2 separate regions of the Danio rerio genome follow, and region 2 is linked to region 1. Evidence: chromatin contacts called from public Hi-C data. All regions are on one chromosome and are shown on one strand. The core of a region is the stretch at or near the end of the contact, and the rest is flanking DNA. Distances in the headings are between cores, read along the strand shown.

Evidence for each region. Hi-C and Micro-C count contacts between places; a contact is called where the count stands out from the background.
Region 2: a Hi-C map of an unstated tissue shows a contact between it and region 1, with 4 times the contacts expected there. The contact joins the enhancer-like site here to the promoter of mthfsd in region 1. A contact is called at or near these places in 2 of 18 Hi-C or Micro-C datasets (skeletal muscle and an unstated tissue).

What each region holds. Positions count from the first base shown.
Region 1 is chr18:32,466,677-32,473,042 of GRCz12tu, reverse strand. mthfsd (methenyltetrahydrofolate synthetase domain containing) reads right to left here and starts at 3,647. Exons shown (of 8, transcript NM_001045099.1): 1 at 3,515-3,647. The coding sequence starts at 3,542.
Region 2 is chr18:32,502,022-32,508,248 of GRCz12tu, reverse strand. It overlaps mthfsd (methenyltetrahydrofolate synthetase domain containing), which reads right to left. Exons shown (of 8, transcript NM_001045099.1): 2 at 1,606-1,709. Among named protein-coding and RNA genes, the nearest start is that of mthfsd, 36 kb to the right of the region's middle. Within about 2 kb of position 3,553, at least 3 of the 62 cell types and tissues checked have an H3K27ac peak or open chromatin away from gene starts, as enhancers often do.

The DNA of each region.
Region 1 (6,366 bases), core at 2,398-4,897:
GCTCTCCCGTCTATTGTCTAGTCCAGGGGTCGGCAACCCGCGGCTCTAGAGCCGCATGCGGCTCTTTAGCGCTGCCCTAGTGGCTCCCTGGAACTTTTTCAAAAAATGTTTGAAAATGGAAAACGATGAGGGAGGTAAATATATTTTTTGTTTTAATATGACCACATGTGAAGCTCACGATTACATGTGTTCATGTGACCACATGTGAAGTTTATGTGACCACATGTGAAGCTCACGACCACATGTGTTCATGTGACCACATGTGAAGTTTATGTGACCACGTGGACAACATGTGAAATTCATGTGGCCACATGTGAAGTTCGTGTGGCCATATTTGAAGTTCATGTTACCACATGTGAAGTTAATGTGACCACATGTGAAGCTCACGATTACATGTGTTCATGTGACCACAAGTGAAGTTTATGTGACCACATGTGAAGCTCACGACCACATGTGTTCATGTGACCACATGTGAAGTTTATGTGACCACGTGGACAACATGTGAAATTCATGTGGCCACATGTGGACAACATGTGAAGTTCATAGGGCCACATGTGATCACCTTTGACCACATCTGAAGTCAATGTGAACTTTTTCAAAAAATGTTTGAAAATGGAAAACGATGAGGGAGGTAAATATATTTTTTGTTTTAATATGGTTTCTATAGGAGGACAAACAATCTTAACGTTTTCCAATGCTGTAAAAGTGTGTAGAATATTTAATTTCAACATTTCTGTCAACAAAGATTTGCGTCATAGCCTGCGACACACGTTTCTATCAGCAGGGCGGGATGCCAGGCAGGTAGCTGTTGTAAACAAACCGGCGGCTGTGTGATGCGCCATGGAGCGCAAGCTGTCTTTGCCAAAGATGTACAGCGGGGCACGCTTTCTCATTTTCCCTCCCTGAGAGAATTCAAAGAAGCCCATCCCGATCACTCACTCAACGGTGATTATTTACAAGGTGCGATCGTTGATATGCAAACTGCATTTGGGAGCAGATTTTGCGAGTTGCGAAAGGAAAAAACGAGACTGTCTTTCCTTTACACACACCCCTGAAGATTGACCCTTCCTTGTTGAACACATTCCCAGGAATGACTCGAGCTGATCTTGAAATGGAAATGGCAGGCTGCGTTTTATTGCACTGTTTGTTGCTCAGATAAGGGGCACGTTGTGCACGTTCATTTTGATGTTGTTTTTTTGAATCCTCAAAATAAAAAAAAACATTAAAAAATCTGATTTCTTTAATTTCATCAAAGCAAAACATAATGCAATAATATTGTAATGAAGTTAAACTTGAACATTAAACATAATTCATTAATATTGTAATGAAGTTAAACTTGATCATTAAACATAATTCATTAATATTGTAATGAAGTTAAACTTGATAATTAAACATAATTCATTAATATTGTAATGAAGTTAAACTTGATAATTAAACAATTCATTAATATTGTAATGAAGTTAAACTTGAACATTAAACATAATTCATTAATATTGTAATGAAGTTAAACTTGATAATTAAACAATTCATTAATATTGTAATGAAGTTAAACTTGAACATTAAACATAATTTATTAATATTGTAATGAAGTTAAACTTGATAATTAAACAATTCATTAATATTGTAATGAAGTTAAACTTGATCATTAAACATTTCATTAATATTGTAATGAAGTTAAACTTGATAATTAAACATAATTCATTAATATACTGTAATTAAGTTAAACTTGAGATGGCATCGTACAACAGAGTAGTCACGTGACACGTCATTCTCTACAGGATGAACTGCACGGAAATGAACATTTAACCATGAAGGCTCAGTATGTATTTGTAGCCAACGAAGTCATTTTTATAGTATGCTATTATAGCTAATATAAATACATACAGCATGTGTTGCCATCATTATAAGGCTTATATAAAGCTTTTAATTTTTTGCGGCTCCAGACATATTTGTTTTTGTTTTTTTTGGTCCAGTATGGCTCTTTCAACATTTTGGGTTGCCGACCCCTGGTCTAGTCCCTCCCTCCTGGTTTACTCATTATTAGTTTGTCATGTTCACCTGTGTGTCAATTTACTTTTTGCTTTATAATCCCCCTCATGTTTTCAGTCCGTTGCCAGTTCGTCGTAGATTGTTTCCTGTCTTGTTGTGTCCAGCCCTGTCTTGTCCTGCCAGTCTAGTCAAGTTTGTTTGTTCGTTTATTTGTTTTATTAGAGTTTTCCCCCTCGGGGTTGTTTGTTTTGCCTTTTTGTTTTTATTTTATTCTTAATAAACACCCATTATTACCCATCCTCGCTCCTTTTTACCCTCACTGAACGTGACAGTACTTAGATTAGTAATGAATCTGTACTAAGACTGGTGACTTAGGGAAAGTAAACATTTTCATTTTATACATAATAACTGTAAGGTCACACTATATGACAACTTTAGGCATAAATGTAGCAAATTTGTGAATATATCCTCTTTTCCAATAATAAAACTAAAAGACCACATATGTTTTTTTTTTAAATGTAAGTCAGTACAACACTTTTTTAATATTTAATTTTCAAAAGATTTTTTAAAATAATCTGGCTTTTATGTCAACCACCTAAATATGGATTCAGTACTGCATAATAAAAATTAAAAAGGCACAATCAGGAAAGACAAGCCTTGTGCATTATAGGGAATAATATTCTGAATATTTTACAGTTGATTTCATAGATTTATCTGAAATGATGTTGTCCTTACTTGATTTTTTTTTTACTATTTAATACACACGTAACAAAAATGGTTTTGAAATACATGAAATACTTATTCTGAGTCTTCTAATTCTTCGGCTGCTATGTCTTTGTGCAATAACCATTTCTTGTGGTTAAATGGTTTAAATTTATTTTGATTAAATTATTTAACACTTTAAATGTAAAATTAAGCCTTGTGCAAAATAAAGGGCATGTGTCTATTTGATGCAGTTTGTTTTTTAAGCAATAATAATTATTTATTAAATTATTAATTAATTGCATTTTATTCAATTATTCATTAATTGTATTTTATTATTGTCTCCCCTAACCCAGACAGCAGAGTAAAGTATACTGTGTATTATTCATATTATTTATTAAATTACCCATTACATTGTTTTTGATTAACATCTACTCCTACATGCACAGTACTGTAAACTTAACAAATTATAAAGTAATACATACTGTTTCATATCATTTCCAAAGAATGTAAACAAGCAAATAAAATTCTCTTGGTTTAGTCTTTGCTGATATTTTTTAAATTGTGTTTACATAAATCTATCAAGCTAGCCAAATTTTTTAGTTGTTTGTGCGTTAAGTAATCTCTGTGCTTAACATTAGACTGTGCTGCGTAACTTTACAGTACTACCAATTTACTAAAGCATTTCTCATTAATACAGCTAAAATGGAAAAATTCACCACTGCTCGTGCTCCTAAAAATCTTTACAATGGTCTGGTGCTCCTAGTACACAATATGTTTTTTTTTTTTCTGGAGCCCTGTAAATAAATAAATACAAACTTACCTTGGTTAATTTTTATGACGGGCTCCATTATGCAGAGAAGTTCACGGACCTTAATTTAATTAGGTAATTGTAATGATAGACAAGACAGGACAAGAGCATGTATAACACGTTATGTTCTTGTTTCTTCTTTTTCCATTTCTGTCAAACCACACTCAGTTATCAGTGCATCACTGCCATCTGCTGGTGAGATAACAAAGTCCCACACTATCTTCAAAGCCAGAAGCCCAAGCAAACAGCACTGTGTACGAACATCTACTTAATATTTCATCATAACCTACAGTCCAACATTTTATAGTTCAGTATATTCATCAAAATAAAAAAAAAAATCTTAATATGTATAAAATTGGTAGTATTGTAAAATCATGTTGACATTCTTGTCATTCCAACTGGCGATAATGCTGCTAAATAGTCATCAAACAAGAAGAAGATAACTGATCAATGTTCAATGATCAATTGGGTAAATTGTCCGTAGTGTATGTGTGTGACTGAGTGTGTATGGATGTTTCCCAGTGATGGGTTGCAGCTGAAAGAGCATCTGCATAGTCAAACATATGCTGAATAAGTTGGTGGTTCATTCTGCTGTGGCGACCCCAGATTAATAAAGCGATTACGCCAAAAAGAAAATAAATGAATGAACAATTTATGGACACTCAAGGCATCCATGATCCTTTGGACAAGGAAGTTGTTTGGTGTCACAGAATTACAATTGGAGGCTTGGAGTTTGATTTAACTATAAATGTATATAGGCTTAGTATTTTTTATGCAACTGTACATTTTTAAAAATAAAGAGATAAATAACAACAAAGAGTTATAAATAAAATAACTCTAGAATAAATGAAAATTACAAATACAAAAACCTGAAAGTGGTTCAGCCTGGCCTGGATTGTGTGATCAGGATTGTGTGTCCTGTAACGTGGGTGGGTCTGCTAGTTTGCAGCTGGTAACACACGAAATCTATAGACAAATTACCATGTTTGTAAACATTCAAGATGCACACACAGCGAGGATGCAGAAAAAAAAAAAAAAACGAAAGCACTAGCATTTACAGCGAGGGAATGACATCCAATGTGGTACATAGTTAGCTGATGTTTTAGAAATGTATTTATATATATATATATATATATATATATATATATATATATATATATAATTTACATAATGCTTTCAGCTTATTATAACAGCTTGTTACCCATTAATAAACACAGTTATTCGCAAAATTAACAGTAAAGTGAGCAGTGTTCTTCTGACAGGTCCATTTGCGATAGCCCCCTCCTAATGGATATTGGATGAGAAGAAATGGCCAAGCATCCAGCCCCAAATATACAATCATTAAAGCTCCAAGTGTTTTTACATAAGAGAAGATCACCAGATTCAAAACTTTGTAGAGTTCAAAATTGAGGTTCTGACTAGCCAAAGACAAGGAAAGAAGACGGAGCTATACAAGGCCTGGGTAATTATCAACAAGCAAAACTGCATTGACAGCAAACTGCACCTGTATGGCAGGGTATGCGAACTTGCACTTTTACGTTTCATTCTTAGCATGTAGTGTCCGCAGCTTAATTAACCACATTTAACTGTTTTTGCTGAAATCATTGCTGCAATCAAGAACAAGTAACATGTATGATTCTGTTTAGCGTGAACTTACAGTACCTAATATGAAATGAAAACTGCAGAGGCCAGCATTATTAATTAGGTCATCACTTTATTTAGCTCGCTTTTTTGTCAAAGACGCTGCGGTTGGCATTAAAAGCAGTGTGGTGTACAGTAAAAGTTATGTTTTCCATTTGGCATCCTACGGCACAACACGACATGTTTTCTATTGCAACCGGGAACCCGTGTGATGTCATGTGTGACGTAGGTTGGTAATTCCTCTATTTGTAATATTTATTCATTCATTCATTTTCTTTTCAGCTTAGCACCTTTATTAATCCAGGGTCGCCACAGCAGAATGAACCGCCAACTTTGTTTTTTACGCAGCGGATGCCCTTCCTGCCACAACTCATCCCTGGGAAACTTTAACACACACTCATACACTACGGACAATTTAGCCTACATTACTTCACCAGTACTGCATGTCTTTAGACTGTGGGGGAAAACGGAGCACGCGAACGTAGGGACAACTTGCAAACTCCACACAGAAACGCCAACTGACCCAGCCAAGGCTCGAACCAGCAACCTCCTTGCTGTGAGGTTACAGCCATACCTACTGTGCCACTGCCTCGCCCGTAAATAATAAATGTAAGTAAACTTTATTTTGTCCTCTCAGATATTGTTTTAGGAGGCCTCTGATGTAGTAATTAATGATTTTTTATTATTTCTGTAAGTTTTTAGAGAAATGTAATATTGCAAAGTTGGGCCGAGTTATGAGCACAATTTCTGTATTTGTAGTCACTTTGTCTGAACAGGTATACAGAGCATTTAAAAATTTGTTTGCAGGGTTATTTACTTACTTAGCCCCATAACAGTATGTCATAAGTAATAATCACACACCAACCATATTTTTTATTAATAAGCATTTATTAATAAAAATATTTGGAAAATATATTTGGTCACAATCAATGTGGATTAAATGTGTTTACTTTGCATTGATAGTGTCCAAGGCAGTTCTTTTCCCCTGAAATGCACAAGCAACACAAATGAGGTTGTTGTCTGTTTAAGTCATGTAGTTCAGAAATGTGAAGGTGAGCTTTATCACAACATCACCTGACAGCCCAAGTTATTCCTTGATACACCTCAAAATCATAGAACATGCCAGAGATTCAAGATCTCACCCACAGTTTGAAGCCCCATAGGTGTGGTTTGCGATGAATATATTGTTTAATGTTATGAATCTCCTCTTGAAAAGAATAATC
Region 2 (6,227 bases), core at 2,304-4,803, 35 kb before region 1:
TTGTCAGCTAATTTCAGCTTCTGGGTTTAAAATGATTTTTGGGGCGGGATCAAAATCGGCGACGTACCGAAGTACCGCAAGTGCAATGATGACGCGTCAGTTTCTCATTATTATTCAAAGCGGAGTTTCCTTATCCTATGAGAAGAGCCGGCTGCTTAATTATTCATGAGAGCACGACAGGACACGCTTTCCGAAGGCAAGGCAGATGCAGACCTGCCAGACCAGTGCCAAGCTCAAGCTGTGAGACACGGACCCACGGCATGCAGTAGCCGTTTATGAAGGCTCGTATGTGTTTGTTTCCATGATCCACGGGGTGTGTTGCATGTTTTTCCCCGCAATCCTGCCAGGGCCGATCATACAGCAAAGCTGTGTGTGTGATGCAAGCATTTTTGTCGGGAGGGCAGCACGAGAATTGGAGAATGGAAGATGTTGTCTTGTATCAGGAGTTCATTCACATTCAGACACATCGCCGTGCTGCTGTGTTTGCCTAAATCCTCAAGATTACCAGCAGGACTAATGGTTAAAATAGACAGGTCAGGAGACCTGCTCCACTGAGTCTGCATTTAGATCTATGATTCAGACCCGGGGATTGAGGCAGAAGTCTTCATTTATAGTGTTTATATAAACACGATTATCTTTATAATGATTTAAATTGTGGTTGTATGTATATGAAATTACGAATAACAAATGTAGCAGGACATTAAATTCCTGTTTATTTCTTTGCATTTTAACTTTGTAAACTATTAACTCATGCGTCTCCTCACGGTTCGTCTCAATTTGTGAGCTAACTGACATCAACAGTTGTTCGCTCCCCTTCTCCCTTGCTGGCCACGCCCACTCCTGCCCTATGCTCGCGAAGCTCCACGCCCATTAATCATGCATACTTTGAAAATATTCTGAAGTAGACTTTAACCGAAAGTGGGGGGTGTCATCGCCCTTTAAAGAATAAAACAGCCTAATTTCTAACTACAGCTGATCAAATCGATTGTTTTCTATAAGCAGTGAGAGTTTTATGTGCTGCTCCACAGCTGCAAAACATGAGCACATCTCACTTCATGCGCCTGCTCACTATTTTGCCTACGTTTTCAATTGAACTGACAAACTGAGGGTGCAAATACTCAGTAAATACTATAAAATACATGATCACAATCAACGGGGTGGTGACTAGTTTTAGACACAGTGTTTTTTTACTTCTAATATGCTAAAACTTTCTGTTGCTTAGTTTAGATACAATTATAAGATTGGAATTGCCTGTGCTTAAATATTGTATATGCAATCATTTAAAGAAATAAGCCTTTTTGATAGGTCAGGCTATGATGTATACTACTATTGGTAACTTAAAGATTAAAAGAGGGGAGCTTCTCTACAGAGGTGTCTCTCACTCTGGCTTTCTGCTTCAGTAGAAATGGCATCATCACAATGAATAATGTTTCAAAGCATTTCAAAGGACCTTTAAAGTAACACATTTTTGTTTAATGGATACTCACATCCAACAAACCGGTTAGCATTTAATACAAACAATTTGTCTGAACACACGTCCACAGTTAACAATCTCCAGTTGATCCATAAAATTTGATACTTGTTTGGGACCTTTTTGAATGATACCTTGAAGTTGGGAATTCTGTTGTGCACAGGCCGTGGAAAATTGGCAAGGTTTTTCACCTCAATGTAGTTCCATACTTTATGACGCACATCCCATTTCGTTTCCCCTACAAGTCAAAACATAACAACAAATTAAAAGAGAACCATAAAGTCAATTAAAAAATAAAAATAAATAAATAAATCAGGGCTCCAGGGAGTTAACAAATGGTTCCACTTCAAGAGGATTTGTCCTGCTGGTGCTACAAAACTTTGTGAGAGTTTGTACTGGTCCCATTACCATGTTGGACAACTGGTAAGTAACACGAAAAACAAAAAAATGACAAAAGAAACTGAATCACACCACTTATTTGACAACAAACCAATTTATAGCTCAGAATAATACACAGTGTGATAATACCGTGTTGTGGTATTGTCACATGACATGGGTCACGCACTGACAATGCAATTCCACTTGCATGCTGCAATTAAAGATTAGCATCAATGCTCATGCACTACATTTTGCGATGCATGCTCTCTCTCTGTTGGAGAAAACATCAGAGTGGAATTCCACAATGGTCAAAATACATAGAGAGTAAAGAAATGAAAAACCCCACTAATATAATTATATGGGAAATGCTGGTGCTGTAAGAATAATCAATAAATAATAAGACCATCTGTCTTGAAAAGAATCATGATAGTGAGGAGAAACTTTTTTTTTCTCCCACCAATATTAAAAACAAGTACAGGGATGAAACTCTTAACTGGATTTGGCAAGATGGCGGATCTACAACCTATGAAATTCTTAACTCAGCCTAGCCTGCTCAAAAGTGACAACTTTGGTTTCAATCAGATCTAAAAAGGAAATAAAGTGAATATTAGCAAATCAATCTAACTGTCACAACACAGGTAGGATGAGAGAGAAGAAAGCACAAACCAGAATGTTTATTGACACAGATTCAAGATTCAGATATGAAGAGTCTTTGCTTATCTTGTTTGATTGGACATAATATATTGGACATATATATATATATATACATACACACACGCACACATTTTATTATAGAAATAAATTATGCGAGTCATGCAGACATTTAAACACCCAATATCCAGATGATTTAATGCAGTGCAGAAGTTTCAGACACTTCTGAAGTATCAAAATCACTGCCCAAATGTTTGTGGATGCAGTCTTTTTTATCTAATAGGAGTGAGGTTGTACACACTCTGCAGGTCCAGCTTGGAGAAGATACTCTTCACCAACTGCTTCCACAGACACATAGATATGGGAGCATTAAAATAATTCAAGAAGCATTTTAAATTTGTTTAAATTTAGTCAATTGATTCTTGAATAAACTGCAAAAAGTTGTAGGCTTTTGCTGTATTTAACAAAAATAAATTGTTAAATGCGATAAGTGACCAGTGTAATGCTAACAGCTGATTGGCCTGCAAAGTGATGTCAAAGCTACTCATTTGAATTTTTGTAATGATTCGATGCCAAAACAGATGATCATGCAAACAGAACAAGCTTATAATGCCAAACAGCATAAAACTACTATCTACTGTATTTAACTGACACATTCAGGTAATGTTATTCACAAAAATTAACTCCATGAAAGAAAAAGCAAAGCAACAACTAGATACAAACATGTAGTGATACAAGCAAACGTGATACAATGTAAAAAGTTCTTCAATTGTGTTGTGTATAGTATTTATTTTAAAAAGTATATTTCTTCCAATAAATTGATTGTCTTTTTTAATTCATTTAAGTTTTACATAAATAAAAAGTGTGATTGCTTGTCTTAAGTATTCAAAGTTAATCTTAATTTGTTAATTAAATATTACAATGGATTATGTATTTTTTTAGTTATACAGTCTGCAGATATATTACCATAAAAGCTTTCTGTGTCATTGACTCCTGGCGTAGTGAGTTTTGTGCATACTTGGCTCAAGCTGTATTGGTCCTGGTGGCAGTATGACCTGAGAAACGTTCCGATCTCCTGGATTTTGCACTCAGTCTGGCCGTTAGTCTGGGTATGATAACCAGAGGAGAGATTAAAGGGCACCTATGGTAAAAAAAAATCTACTTTTGAAGCTGTTTGGACAGACAGGTGTGTAAGTATAGTGTATAGACAGTCATATTGGGGTGATATAAAAAATACTCAGTCCTTTTTTTTCAATTTAACAACATAAAAACGGTGGACCAAATGGAGCAGTTTTCAAAGCGACAGCAACTTGACGTAGGAGTGCGGTCCCCCCACCCACCAATATTGATTGACTTCACCATATCTTCAATTTGTTGATTCATGTCCACCATTTTTAGCGGGAGTCAAAGCGATATTACTAAAGGAACATCCTTGCTCTATTTTTAGATGCCCGGTCTCATTGGGCTCAAAACAAGATCAACATTCACCAGTTAATTGCTATAATCGGAATTATTGATTGTATCTTGAGGCAGGTTTGCAAACATGTGTACTTTTCATTGCGTCTACCTTAAACTTCAGCCATTTGCATTTCTCGAGGTCACAGAAGCTTCCTGTGATCTTAAGTAGGTGCAGCTGGAAAAGTGCATGCGCGTTTCTCTCCATTGTAAAAAAAATAAACTTGCCTGCAGGTCGCACACCAGAAGCGCTGCTCTGCGTGGCACGACGCTGATGCAGCGCCATGCATTTTAAAATTCTAAACATAGGTTTCTATCAGGGTACACACAATGGACAGCGGACAGCCACCGACTTTAAGCACCGGTGTGTTTAGAAGAGTTCTAAAAGGCGTGGTGCGGCGAATCGGCACTCTTCATGTTTCTGCCATGCCACATAGAGTATCCGGTGTGCCATGTCGCAGCGCATCCGGTACCTCAGTCAAGCTCAGCACTTTAAACTAGCACACAGTTGTCTGTAAAACTATACAAAGAAACAAATGATTGTGTACTTTCTGCTTGGTCTGGGTAAGAATCGCCTGTAAAAATTGGCAAACCCCAGAAACCGCTGGACCGCCTTGCAACTGTCTGGGGTGAGCCAATCCGCAACAGCTTTTACCTTGGCAGGATCCATTCGCAATCACTCGGGCGACAAAACAAACCCCAGGAACGAAACCGACGGTGTATGGAACTCACACTTCTCCACCTTGGCGAATAGACGATTCTCCAGCAGCCGCTGAAGCACCCGCCTGACGTGCTGGACATGCTCCTGTTCATTCTGGGAAAAAATCAGAATGTCATCGAGACAGATGAACACAAAGCGATTTACCATGTCCCTGAGCACTTCATTGACGAGTGCCTGGAAGACCGCCGGTGAATTCAAGAGCCCAAAGGGCATAAAAAGATACTCAAAATTTACATTTACATTTAGTCATTTAGCAGATGCTTTTATCCAAAGCGACTTACAAATGAGGACAAGGAAGCAATTTACACAACTAAGAGCAACAATAAATAAGTGCTATAGGCAAGTTTCAGGTCTGTAAAGTCTAAGAAGGGAAGTATTAGTATTTTTTTTTTTTTTTTGGGTACAGTTAGTGTGATATTCAGAGAGGCAATTGCAGATTAGGAAGTGAAGTGGAGACTAAATAGTTGAGTTTTTAGTCGTTTCTTGAAAATAGCGAGTGACTCTGCTGTTCGGATGCAGTTAGGGAGTTCATTCCACCAACTGGGCAGATTGAGCGTGAGCGTTCACGAAAGTGATCTCTTCCCTCTTTGGGATGGAACCACGAAGCGACGTTCATTCACAGAACGCAAGTTTCTGGAGGGCACATAGATCTGCAGAAGTGAGAGCAGATAAAAAGGAGCAAGGCCAGTCGGCGCCAGTGGTGTAGTGGTTAGTGCGTCGACATATGCACTCCGGTGCTCGCGGCGACCTGGGTTCGATTCCGCCTCACGGTCCTATGCCGATCCTTCCCCTCTCTCTGCTCCCCATGCTTTCCTGTATATTCTCTACTGTCCTTTCAAAAATAAAGGTGAAAAACCCCTAAAAAATAATTAAAAAAAAAAAAAAAAGGAGCAAGGCCAGAAGTCACTTTGTAGGCAAACATCAGAGCTTTGACCAGTAGGGGTGTTGAAGGCGATCTTTCATTCGTCCCCCTCCCTCATCTGAACTAGGTGGTAGGCGTTGCAGAGATCTAATTTAGTAAAGATGGTTGCCTCCTGCAGGAGGTCGAAGGCCGATGACATCAGTGGCAATGGATAACGGTTCTTTACTTTGATATCATTCAATCCCCGATAATCAATGCAGGGGCGCAGAGATCCATCTTTCTTCTCCACATCTCTATCAATATGAGGGTTATGCTTGACTAGCCAGGTGTGACCCAACACTAGTGGAGCCGTGGGAGAGTGAATAAGGAGAAACTGTAACTGCTCCACGTGATTGCCTGAAAGTGTGAGTGTACGGGGAATTAGTGTGAGTGCAGTGTGTTATAACAGCTAGGTGAGAGCCGCAAAGTGTTTTGGCTGAAATGGGGTTATCCAGAGTGACCATAGAAATAACCAGTCGTTTAGCAAAGTTTAAGTCCATAAAGTCTCCTTCCGCACCGGAATCAATAAGGGCAGACACCTGCTTAACAAGACTCTTAACATTTAACCTGGCTTGGAGTGACGCCCGACCCCTGGGCAGTGCACGTGTGTTCATCGTGCTCACCGTTACTCCGCCCTTAGATGGCTTACG